3 separate regions of the Zea mays genome follow, and regions 1 and 3 are each linked to region 2. The links are chromatin contacts, called in public Hi-C maps. All regions are on one chromosome and are shown on one strand. Each heading gives the region's core, a stretch centred on a gene start, on an enhancer-like site or on the middle of the called end of the contact. The rest is flanking DNA. Distances are from core to core; before and after follow the strand shown. Region 1 holds the start of LOC100276763 (CD2-binding protein-related). Region 2 holds the start of LOC100278886 (MND1-interacting protein 1). Region 3 holds the start of LOC100193741 (Major facilitator superfamily protein).

The links. Hi-C and Micro-C count contacts between places; a contact is called where the count stands out from the background.
Region 1: a contact with region 2 is called in a Hi-C map of leaf, with 3 times the contacts expected there. The contact joins the promoter of LOC100276763 here to the promoter of LOC100278886 in region 2. A contact is called at or near these places in 6 of 25 Hi-C or Micro-C datasets (bundle sheath, ear, endosperm and 2 more).
Region 3: a contact with region 2 is called in a Hi-C map of leaf, with 8 times the contacts expected there. The contact joins the promoter of LOC100193741 here to the promoter of LOC100278886 in region 2. A contact is called at or near these places in 4 of 25 Hi-C or Micro-C datasets (ear, leaf and tassel).

Annotation. Positions count from the first base shown.
Region 1 is chr7:105,610,954-105,614,933 of Zm-B73-REFERENCE-NAM-5.0, forward strand. It overlaps LOC100276763 (CD2-binding protein-related), which reads right to left and starts at 1,827. Exons shown (of 10, transcript NM_001150478.1): 1 at 1,651-1,827; 2 at 1,315-1,531; 3 at 1,096-1,221; 4 at 858-1,013; 5 at 518-647; 6 at 114-155. The coding sequence starts at 1,727.
Region 2 is chr7:105,909,392-105,913,789 of Zm-B73-REFERENCE-NAM-5.0, forward strand. LOC100278886 (MND1-interacting protein 1) reads right to left here and starts at 3,111. Exons shown (of 2, transcript NM_001152018.2): 1 at 1,464-3,111. The coding sequence starts at 2,861.
Region 3 is chr7:105,461,922-105,466,240 of Zm-B73-REFERENCE-NAM-5.0, forward strand. LOC100193741 (Major facilitator superfamily protein) reads right to left here and starts at 1,398. Exons shown (of 3, transcript NM_001138828.1): 1 at 965-1,398. The coding sequence starts at 1,261.

The sequences.
Region 1 (3,980 bases), core at 577-3,076, 300 kb before region 2:
GGTGATCCTTTTGTGTGCAATCAGTTCGCTCTGATAAACCAGTACCATCAAAGCGAAATTAGGTGGTCATGAAATGGAATTTCCATATGCTAGGAAGAAAGAAAACAACTAACCAGCCTCGCGTTCAAAGGTCTCACGATCATCTGAGTAAACATCTACATCAAAACGTGCACAACAGGGAATAAGTCACATTGACACTGAAATGACAAATGTAGGGACAAAAAAATATGAAATACTCCCTCCGTTTCAAATTATAAGACGTTCCAACACACTTGAAGAGACAAAGTATCCCAAGTTGACCAAAACTATACAGAGAATTATAAAGGTTTATGACATCAGATAGGTATACTATGAAAATATAATTAATGAAGAATCTAATGATGCTTAGTTGGTCCCATACGTTATTATTTTATCATATAAATTTGGTCAAACTTTAGATGCTTTTACTCTCCAAGAAAGTTGGAATGACTTATAATTTGGGATGGAGGGAGTAAAATTTAAACAAAGAAAAGCATACTATAATCGCCGTTCTCCATTAGCTTCATGGCAGCTTCAGTCAATTCATCAAATATACGTTTAGTCCCCTCAGCCATCTTTCCACGTTTATCCGTGGATGTACCCTTCAACCTTTTCAAGGCTTGCATTATCTAGCAGTCGTTGTACAATATTTAGTGTTGTAAGTTTAGATATTTTGATATATGGGAATCCATTGAGGAAACCAAGTATAATTCAGTAGCTAAGCCCAAAATAGTAAGTCAGTAAAGTAGACACAGGAACTAAATGCTATAAATTGTTGAACAATAAAGGACAAAAAATGGACTGCATAAATATTTGCAAATGATGCAACAAAAACACACCGTTTCTCCTGGCTCAAGCAAGTTTGCTATCTGCCTTTTTAGCCTCCCAATGTCATCGGAAGAGAGGTCCTCAAACTCGTCTACTTTCTCTTTGCCTTTGTTCTGAACCTTTGCAGCATATGTTGGGTCAACTTCCACACTGTCCAACCAAGCATCCTACAAGACAAACCTGCTTGTGTCACCAATGATAACTTCTTATACTATAATGTTAACGATGCTAAACGGAAAACCTTCATACCTTAATCTCATTGCCTCTTGCATACTCCACAAAGTTCCCATTCTCATCGAAATACCCTTCTTCCCTTTCTCGCTCCAAGTTAAACGGCTCTATCCGTATACCATCGTCAACAAAGTTAACACTGTCCTGTTGAGAGCCAAAACACAGCTCACCTAGCATTCATTTGCTGTCAATGTTAATAAACAGGGGAAAAGAGGCAAGCAGAGAAGCAGCGCATACGTTGTAGCGGACTTCGAAGCCCTTCACCTCAGCGGCACCTCCCTTCGCGTCGTCTCCCTCCTTGAGCTGGACGTGGCGCTGCCGCGCCCGCCGCTCCGCCGCAAGCTCCGGATTCAGCATGCTGTCGAGGTCCACAGCGTTGCCAGAGGGGCCTCCCTCCGCACCGACGTCGCGGTACTTGGCCTTCTTCCCCTTAGGGAACCGCGGCTTGCGCTCCCTGCGAGCGCGGCGACAGACACAAAATCAACGTGAGCCCTGCTAGGGCGTGAGACCAAAACCCTAACCAGGATAACTTGACGAGAGGGAAAGCAAGGGAGAGGTGTCGGGCCGCCTTACAGGCCAGCATCGTCGTCATCGCCTGCAGTGGCGGTGAGAGGGCGCTTGGTGCCACGCGACGGCTCCGTGGTCTCCATGGTTCGGCGGTGGCGATGGCGGCGGCGACGGAGGCGAACGGGGCGGCGTCAGCTGCGAGAACGTGGGACCAAAACGAGACGAACCCAACGGAGTTCGAACTCTAAACTGGTTTGGGCTGCGTGGATGGGCCTAGGTGGGCAAGCAGTTTATTTTGGAGTGTTTGGTTGGTGGTGACTTTATTTTTCTACTAGCAAATGTGTCTCTACAATATAACTGAATAAATATATTAGAGCAACTCCAACAAATCTGCATATTCGATTCATAAACTATATTACAGAAGAAAAAAGAAAAACATAGCTTCAATAGCTCTCTAGACCCGCTCCCAATCCGCACTCGTAAACCGAGCTCTACGCTGCGCATATTTTCGCCAACGCCCGCAACTCAGAAGCGTCAGAATTTCCTTTTCCCACGTTGCCTTCGCGCCTCTGCTGGGAGCGCTCGTCATGGGGCCCACCATCTAGTTTAGCCCGCGTTGCTAGCCTGCTCCATGACCGACTGCTGCTATTGCCTTGCATGCGGCAGTAGAAGACCCGCAGTGACCCATTCAAAACGATTTTAAGGAAATTATTGATAGTTATTGGACTATAAACTTTTTTAGGGGTTTAATATTTTAAAGAAAACCTAATTTTTATGTTTTGGGACTTATTGAAGTTGCTCTTATACAGTCATGATAACTTGTATAGCTCGAAGATTTATTATAATACTAAGTAAAACGCAAGCACGTGTGAAGAAAAAATATAGCACTTTCCGAAAAATATAGCACCAATTATTTGTATGATTTTTATTTAAAGTTTAAGCTAGATTGACAAATCTTTAGAGGACAGTGGAGCAAAAAAAATGTTGTCTCGTCTTCAAACGCCTGAGATACCGAGACCATATATACTTTGTTCTTGCAAAACCAAAACATTTGATACAAAAATTCGTGAGAGATCCTTAAAACCGGTTGGTGGTGCCATTTTTGGGCGCCAATCACTGCGTGAGAACAGGCGGCGGTGCTCTCTTCACAGGCGCGAACAGTCCGCAACCTGGAGTAGGGTTTAGGGTTTTCTGTCTGACGGCCGGACGGTCCGCGCGTGCGCAGGGACGGTGAAAGTCACCGGCGGCGCCTGGATCTCGCTCCCGGTAGGGGTCCCGTCGGGGATGAGAGATCCTAGGTGTTGTCTAGGTTCGGCAGGCCAACCTAGACTCCTCTAATCGACGTAGAGTCGAAGAGAAGCGGAGAATTTAGGGATTAGAAGGCTAAGCTAGAACTAGACTACAACTACTCCTAAATGTACAAGAAATAAATGCGAGATAAACCGGTTATTGATTCGATTGATGATTACAAATCGGACGTATTCCTCTGTATTTATAGAGGAGGGGGGCTGGACCCGTTACAAACAAACTCCTCGAGCTAATTTCGTGAATCTAGCCAACAAACACAGCAAGAAACTCGGAACCCTAATCGGTTCTGCGCGCGCGGACCGTCCGAACCAGCGGCGCGGACCGTCCGGACTGTCCGGCCTCAACTTGGTGCTCAACATATGCCCCCTGCTTTTTGGTGGAGCTGAGCAAACCAAAAGCAACTAACTCAATATGATCACATCAGTTTTCTTAAACATATTGTCACATACTAGGATGGTACTGCTTGAGAAAACGTGCATTTAAAGCCTTGGACAAATCTTTGCCTTGCAATGTTTACAGTAAATAGGTGTTACCATATATTACTTGTGTTACTTTGTATGGACCCTCCGAGCTTCGTGACCACTTCCCAAACTTCTGGTCTTTGTTTCTTAGAGGCAAGATGGTCTTCCACACCAGGTCACCTACCTGAAATGATTTAGCTTTGACTTTCCTGTTGTAGGCATTGGCTACCATGATCTTGTCCTTTTATATTTCTCCTAAGGCTGCCACTCTTTCATCGGTCACCTCATCAATATTGTCCATCATCAAATTATAATAATCACTGATAGTTAAGCCATTTTGCCTGGCGATCCTGATAGCATTTAAACTTATCTCCACGGGTAAAACTGCTTCCTGCCCATAGACAAGCTCAAATGGAGAAACTTTAGTAGCACGGTGGTTAGATATTCTGTGAGCCCACAAAGCTTCGGACAAAATCTTATGTCAATACTTAGGATTATCAGATATTTTCTTTTTTATGAAGTTAATCAATGTTCTATTACTAGACTCGTCCTGTCCATTGGCCTGAGCATAATATGGAGACGAATTGAGCAATTTAATTCTATATGATTCAGCAAACTCACGTACCT
Region 2 (4,398 bases), core at 1,861-4,360:
TTCTTAATATATATGATGCGTAGCTCTCCTACGCTTTCGAGAAAAAAAATAAAGATAGTGTAATATTTTTGTCCTTCACAGCAGCGTTAAAACTAAACAACCACATAATGGATCATATAGCTAATGAATCATCTGCTGCCAACATCACAACACCAGAAACTTAGCAAACCCAAGTGACAACTAATTAATGATTGTGGCACCACATTTCTGTGTGTTCTTACTCTCCCGGTACATAACACACATGACTAACACATATTAAAGGGAAAACCCATACCACACTGGCATTGACATACACAAACTGATCCAAATGATTATTGCTTGGACTAGCATTAGCACACCAACAATATATTAAATATGCATTTTGTGGCCCGATAGTTCAAAACTGCAAGCACTTATTAAAGGTTGTGGAGCCCTCTAAAACCAACAAAGATACAACATAGAGTAGTTCTATATATGCCTGAAGCGATACACTCCATCACCAAGACACAATTGTTTGAATCCCTGATTGTATGTCTGATTATTTATTGGCCTCCAAGTTTAGTTAATATATGAATAAATGCAATCAGATGAAGAGACCTTTAGTCCCTGGTTTCCCGATAAATCTATTTTCACTGCCAATTCTTCATTAAAACCCCTTAGTCTCATATACGAGGACCTTACGATCCATGCAGGATAACCTAATAATTCAATTGGTTTGCTGTCACTTATAAGGACCGATATGTAATTGCAAATAGATATGGCCTAGGGTTTAAGGATGGATGGGATATGAGTGAAGTAGGAGGTTTTGGGGTCCTGGCCCATCCCAACAACGTAGAGCTGTCACAGACAATCGACTGTGCTTAGGGGGAGAGGGGGGGGGGGGGGGGGGGGGGGTTGAAAAAGAGAGAGTTCCTGATAATTACTTCTTACGCTGACATCACCCCTCCTTTAAAGGTGATGATTTAGGATTCTCACTGATGTGTGGTACAGGAGCCCCATGTCACTGACAAACAAATCCACAAATGTGATACTAAATTTCCACTGAACTAGGTGTCATTGCCTGAATTATTCCTTGTAACAAAGGAGATTGCCTAACAAGGAGGACAATCAAAACAAAATAATACACTAATAAAAAATATGGAGCTTGTCAATAATATAGGGAACAATCAAAACAAAATAACATACCTAAGTACTTAACAAACCTCTCCAAACCTAATACACTAAGCAAGAAACTAGACAAGCAGTAGCTCAGGGTCAGGCTAACACTAGGTTGAGCTGGCTGGATGTGCTAGTCCTATGAATGAATATACAAAACACACCACAACAGTAGTCTCATACAGCTATGCTGAAGCATAGATATTCAATCTATCCTAGTAGAAAGCTTCTGACATAAGAGTCTTACCACCTAATACATAACAAAACAGAAACATATGGAATTATAGTATAAAAGAATCGAAATGATGAATGTGCGAGTTCTTCCTAACCTCCATATTTTTTATTGCCTTGTTGACCTCAGCAAGCTCCCTTTCAGCTTGTGTAATATTTGTCTTGCATTCAGCAATGTCCTCCTTCAGCTTCGCTTTCTGGCGCTCCCAGACTTCAAGCCTTTTGCTATCCTTCTTCTCTTTCCTTAAGAGACCCTGGCATTGTTTTTCAGTCTCTGATGCACTCAGTTTTGCAGCTTCCATCTCAGCACGTATCTCTGCATTCTCCATTTCCAGCCTCTGAACTGTTGCATTACTCCTGTCAAGCTGCCCACTCTTTTTCTTCAGCTCATTCTCCAGATGAGCAAGGCGCTTCATTGTGTCATCCTCCATCACCTGTTTTTCCTTCTTACGCCGCTGGTTCTCATCATGTTCCATCCGCAGCACACGCAGCTCAGTAAGATCAGCACCAAGCTTGCGAGCAGCCTGTATCGCCTTTCCCTGTGCCCATTCCTTTCGCTCCTTAAGCTGCGTCTCCATCTCTCTTGTCTGCTTAATGAGTTCACGCGCCATCTGGTTCTTTGGGTCAGGGTTCGCATCTGGTGGATCCTTCTTGTCAATGTCCAGTGCCTCAAGCTCCGCAACAACAGACTCGATGAGTTCCTCAGTGGAGAGCTTCTTGGTAAACGATTCCCTGGGCTGCCCTTCTGGTGCGGCGCCACTAGATCGTGACCACCCGGCGGCCTTCAGGCAGGAGATGGTGGCTGCAGCGGGACCCTGGCATATCGCAAGTCTCATGAAGGCTTCTGGGTCAAAAAGAGTGGGGTCCTGAGCAGCTGTGGCTGTGGTGTTATGATAGTGGATGTATCCACGCTGTGCGGTCTCTGCCACGGCTGGGAGGTGCTCCTCACTCTCAGCAATAGATGAGGGTTCACCATTGAAAGAGCTGCTTATGGCGATCGCCTCTTCAATACGGAGGTCACTGGAGAGAAGGCACCACAAGGCCTCGGCGCGGGTGAGGGTAGGGCGGCTGCTCTGGAGGAGGCAGACAAGCCCCGCGAGGGAGTATTCCTCGAGGCGTCGGAGGTCGGCGAAGCCGCCGGCCGCGCTGGCGTGGCCAGGATCGGAGAGGTAGGCGCGGGCGTTGGCCACGATGTTGGAAACGGGATCGTTGAGCTTGCCGTAACAGTGGCCCGAGTGGAGAACGGCCTCGAGGGATGCCTCCTCGCCGTGGCCGAGGTCGGCGAGGCGGGCCAGGGCCGCCGCGTACGCCTCATCCAGCCTCTTCAGCAGGCGCTCCTCAAGCTCGTCCGCCGTGGCGCGGAGCCACGGCGCGGCATCCTCTCCGACGGTCAGATCGGGATCGGAGGCCGGCGGGGGCGCCTGTGCAAGCCCCGCGCGGGCGGACCGGCCCTTCCGGGACGAGCGGCTACCACGCTCGCGGGGTTGCCCTGCCATCCGAGCGCGAGTCGGGGGCGGCGGGAGCGGTGGTAATAGGGTTTGGAGGATGGATCGGAGGTGCTGGTTGGCTGTGATGGGGGTGCGGCGGCGCGGAGACCACGTCGATGTGTGCGAGTGCGAGGAAAATGGCGAGTGGACGGAAGCGAGGAACAAGAAGACCGGAAGGGGAACGAAGGCCTTGCTGCTGGGCTCGATTGGGCTTTTTAGTCCTTCAAGCTGGATAACTTAGGGCTTGGGTTTGTTTGTGTTACTGCTTCCGCATCCCACCGATCTCCGGTTGCTGCTGTAGGGCAAGCCCAAGCCTAAGCCCAAGAAGAGCACGAGAGGTCGATTCGTTAACTTTCATGGAACTGTGTCCAGCAGTTTAACTATATAAGAGCAACTCCAATAGTTCTCTAAAAAAGAGCTTGTTAAAATCATGTTTAGTAAGTTGCTAAATAGCTATTGAAAGTAAAAAAACAACTTAGTCTCCAATAGTTGCTCATATTTAGGAAGTATTTTGAATCTAGCTTTGGCAGCCCTGCCTCGCATGAGATCTGGCTGACAATAAGGTTGAGAGCAGAGGATGTCGAGGACAGAAGAGAAAAGGCCGGTCGACATTAACTATGAAGGAGTGGTGGTCCGGTGGCGCAACCTATGAGGAAGTTGGGTTCGACGGTGAAGGAGAAACGTGTGTCACACGCGTTTGACCTAGCTACCTCACTATGCTAGAAAGTGGAAGAAGAGTGTGCTATACCTGGCTACCTCAGTGTGTGGGAAAGGGAAAAAATAATCACGCTAGTGTGAAGAAATTAACGCCAAATGCATTTAGGGAGTTCGTATCGAGTTGCTAAATTTGAAGAGTAAATAGAGTTGAATAGCAACTTAGTAAATTTAGCAAGTCTATTTAGAAAACCATTGGGGAAGTATTTTTCTGTTCACTTTTTATATTTAAGATTTAGAGAGTTGTTTAGAGAACTATTGGAGTTGCTCTAATCATCTAAACCACTATTTTGTACTGTAAATTATATAGTTCACAGAATGCATTTAAATATAGAGACATGAATGTGTAAGCTGTTGAAGATAGTCTAAGGCTAACTCCAACGAGAACGTGCAAAAATGGAATCTAAACACACATTTGGATTACGCGGTTAGCCAAAAGAAGATACCTAAATATTATCGTGTCCAACCAGGTACCCAAATACTCTCTCCGATCTTTTTTTGTCGTGGTTTAGTTAAAAAATAAACTAGCGGGTGACAAATATTCGAGAACAGAGGTAGTATATAATTGAGAAGATGATCATCTATATAAAGGTATTCTCCCACATCGCATCTAAAATGGTATCTAGTATAGGTTACCTGTTAAAAATGTTATAGTATCATTTATATTTATATAATGGTTTTAGGTGCCTTGATATGTACTCTGTTGGAGTCAGCCTAAGCAAACTGTAGTGGGTGTCTCCTATGTGTGACGGTGTCTCCTATGTGCGTGTGTAAGGTTGTATCTAGCAGATCGTGCATATCGTCGTGTAAAACAATGATTTGCACTGTAGAT
Region 3 (4,319 bases), core at 148-2,647, 450 kb before region 2:
CAATCAACCGCTAACTTGGATGATGACATGAAAAGAGCTTAAAGGTTAGCCATAAAAATGGTCAAACAATTAAATATAAATGAGGAATAGTACGATGAGGATGACAATGAGAAGTACTTTTATTTTTTAAAAAAACTATGTAGTTTTATTTTATTTTTTGCATTTTATTTATTTGTTCGAATTATGATTTATTAAATTATGTGCTTGATTAATTTTTTTCAAGCAAAACGTCGTGTTTGGTATTAAATGAGAGTATGTAAAAGAAAGGTTAATGTTACCGTTGATGGTATATATACACTAGAGTGCTATGATAAATACGAGCAGACAACGATTGATAACACTGATGGTAATATGATCGATGACTAATGTGGTGGGCAGTATATATAGACCGAAAAGGTAGATCTTGCCTTAATCCAAAAGATACTGAAAGTCAACGGCATATCGGTGTCAGACACCACCATCGTTGTGAGGAGGAAATACTCTTCTTTGTCCTGTCATTATACGTCGAGTGAAAGAATTCAAGAGATGATAATAAGGGATTGCTTCTAGGTTGTTCCTTAGTCAAGTGTCAGGTATAAAAATTCCACTTCGAAAACGAAAGATTGGCCAAAACGGCCTTTTGTCATTCTCCTCCCATGATTCACGGCCTCAAGCATACTTTTCACAAGCTCGATACCGATATGATTTCTTGAGAAAAAAAATCCCGCACCCTTCAGCAAAATTTAACCGCTGTACTTTGCTGGAAAATTACGGAGTAACCCCACCTACTTGGTTGAGGATGATGAACCAACAGCAGGAAAATGTTGGACATGGGACACACTACTTGGAGTCAAACCGAAAGACAGACAGCTGAAACAATCTGAACTTTCTAACCGCAGCAGCACACAGCAAGCACTCGCTATGTATTCTTGCAACAAACGGAACAATTAGCAAAGGCATATCCAGTGGCGGTCGGGCGGCTGACCTGGAGGAAGGTGTCGGAGACGGCGACGAGGAAGGTGGCGGCGGCCCAGAGGAAGGCCCCCAGCGCGATGACGTGGGCGCGGTTGTGGCGCGACGCGGCGTAGGCCGCCACCGGGTAGCAGGCGGCCTGCACGATGGAGCGGTACAGCGTGAGGGCGCCGAGCCCCGTGGGCGTGGCGTGCAGCGCGGCGCCCACCTCCCGGTACACCGCCGGCAGCAGCGCCTCGTCGGCGCGCTCCATGATGGACGCCAGGTTCACCAGCACCAGCGTCCGCCGCTTCTCCGGCGGCGGACCCATTCTTCTGGTACCTGCACCCTCTCTCTCTCGCCTCTCCTGTTCAGGCCGCCGGACGCTCAGCTCCGGCTTGGGCTATCGCTCCGCTCGGAATGGCCGCCATTAGTCAGCAACTCAGCAAGCAAGCAAGTAGCCAAGCCACCGGCGGGCGATCTGGGTCTTCTCTCCTCGGGAGAATTTTTATATTTACCGCTCGTCTTTGGTTCGAGTATAGCCGTGTAGCATATGACACGTGGGCCATCTTACATGTGGGATGTTATGTCAGTGATGGAGTCAGGTACGCTGGCAAGTTGGGCAAGCAGGCAAAAGCGACTAGCGACGAGCGAGCTAGGCGAGGTAGTTGGGGAGCTTCCCATTGGTTGGTTAACTGAAACCCCATGGGTCCCGACTTGTCAGTAACACAGGCAGAGCCTATACAGGAGTTGGATGCAGAGGACGGTGTCGCGCGATTGTTTTTTTTTGGGTGAACGACGAGAAAACTATTTGTACGATGCTACGTATGCGCGCGCCCTCGCGCTGAGGGTATTTCTGCAGTACATACGTTTAGTTTTCGGACTGAAAAGCAGTTAAAAGTCATATACAACGACGCAGCACAGGACAAATTTAAATACTACTAGTCGGTTGATCGTGCATTGCGACGGCTCACAACAATACTCACGTAAATTATCCACCAAAAAGATCTTAAGATTTTTTATTATTGTCTCCACTCTCCGCATAATATTTTTTTTAATTTGACTAACTGATGTTGTTATTTACTTCATCCAATATGTCTTGTTACAACACGGTCAATGAAGGGAGCGATTTAAAGAGAGTTCACAATGACTGACTAAACGAACAGAAATTATAGAATGACATAATTCCACCGTACAAAGACTAAATAAGAGAAAGTTTATGAGCTCAAGTTTCTAAAATAAGTCACATGAACTCAAACTTATAAACCTAATGCATACAAGAGCCAAGAACACAAGGGACGAGCACCATGTGGTAGTGCCCGCATTGAGCTCCAAATCCTAACACATATTTTACAGGATTCATGAGCCATCATCAGAAGAACATAAACCATGTGCAGACAATAAATAAAGTATTAATACACCTAAATTATGTTCAGTCCTTAACACAACAAAAAACTAACACCTAAAACAACAGAGGAACAACACAATAATTTTTGCAATGACACAAGGATAGGTGATAGGTACATAGAAGTGCTAGAAGCATACCGAGTCGATACAGTTATAAGGGAAAGGCCATGTAGACAGGCGATGTTGAGCCATCGAACGGGTATCATAGACAGCAAATCAAGGACCCCCATCGCTCGCCTCTCCCACTTCTAAGGTTTCGTAGAGCAGGAAGGGAAGGAAAGAGGCGGGCATACCTATTCGTTGCTGGAGAAGGACACGACGAAGACCTGGGCATTTGGAGGCGACATAGATAGTATACCGCTAGATACATATAGGGAGAGAGCACACAAGCGGAGAAAGAAGCCCAAGCGGAGCAGCTCCAAGTCGAGAGGTACCCGCACCAAGCGTCAGACCGAGAAGGGCGAGAGAATGCGAGTGCCTTCCGAGCCCTGTACCAGCCGAGGTGACACACCACCACCATCAACTTTGTAGCATATGTCGACTGTTGTCACGCTACATGCCTTGGTTGTCCAATATCTTAGACTTGGACTCCTCATCGCCAAGATAACCTAAGCATGACAGACGTCACTGTGTCCTCCTCGGCGTCACGCATAGAGAAAGGCCAGGAGCAAGACCGACTCACCCCGTACCCTCGTTTACAAGCATCGGTCGACTTGCGGCTGCGACCATGGGCGGGGGCAGTAGGTTGGGGAGGAAGAACAACGAGAAGGCCGGGAAGACGAACGGGACGTCCGTCGACGGTGAAAACGATGGTGCGCGCATGCTGTGAAACGTCCTCGTGGACGTGCAATAGCCACCGCGCGGGTCGGTGTCGAGGCTGGTGTTGGACGAATACGGGGAGGAGACGCTTGCTCCCACGCTCTCTACTGAGAATGGGGTGGCGCGAAGGCGGAAGCATGAGGGGAGAGAAAAGAAGCAGGATGGCGAACGAGGTGGCGGCAACTGAGGCGAGGACCATCATTATCGTGCCGATGTATAGATGACTAAATGGGTCGTGTGTGGTGGGCCGGCCCGAGGCACGACCCATTTAATAGTGCCTGGGCCCGCCCGACTTGAGCGTCGTGCCTTCTTGGGTCGTAGTCTCGGCCCGTAGTGCTGGCCCGACCCAGCACGATTATATTTTTTATTTTACAAAAAATATATACATATGTACAATTTATATTAAATATTAAATACACCTGAGCATGATGTTCTACTGGTTAGATGGCTTCACCCAGTGTCTCATGTCCTTCTTATATCAGGGCGTGGGTTCGAACCCCACCTCATGCACAGTATTTTTAACATTTTACGCTGATTTAACCAAATGACCCGACGGGGTAACGTGTCGTGCCTGGGCCAGAGCTGCGGGCGTCGAGCCTAGCGGGCCCATGCCACATTTTACGCTGATTTAACCACATGGCCCGTGCCGGGCCGTCATTTGGCCATTTATATGTGGAGGTGTGGTTTGGGGCGTGGAGGTTGGTTGCACGGAGAACGACCGTTGAAACTGGTGTTTTAATATAATAGAGACTATTTATATTCCCGTGCATTTATTTTTTATATATGATATACGATAAATTTTGTTTAAATAAAGCACAAAATATATGTTTTCTATTGATTAGGTGGGTGTGATTGTGGAGCCACAACCAAGGTTCAAACACTCACTTATACATAATTTCACCTTGTTTTTGACATAAAGCACAAATATAAGGCTTCCTAAAAAGAGGTCTTGCACCCTTGTATCATTTGCTCTTTCAGCAAGAGATAATTAATATTGGATAATTTAAATTATATTTTTGTTCTCTCTGAAGGATATTATCAAGAATCACTTTAAATAATTGTTGGGGCTTTGTTGGTTGCAATACATTTTTGTCAAATAAAACAAATCTTTCCAAACTGGTCCGAACATACCAAGGCAAATGAAGCAACATTGCAGTCCCCAT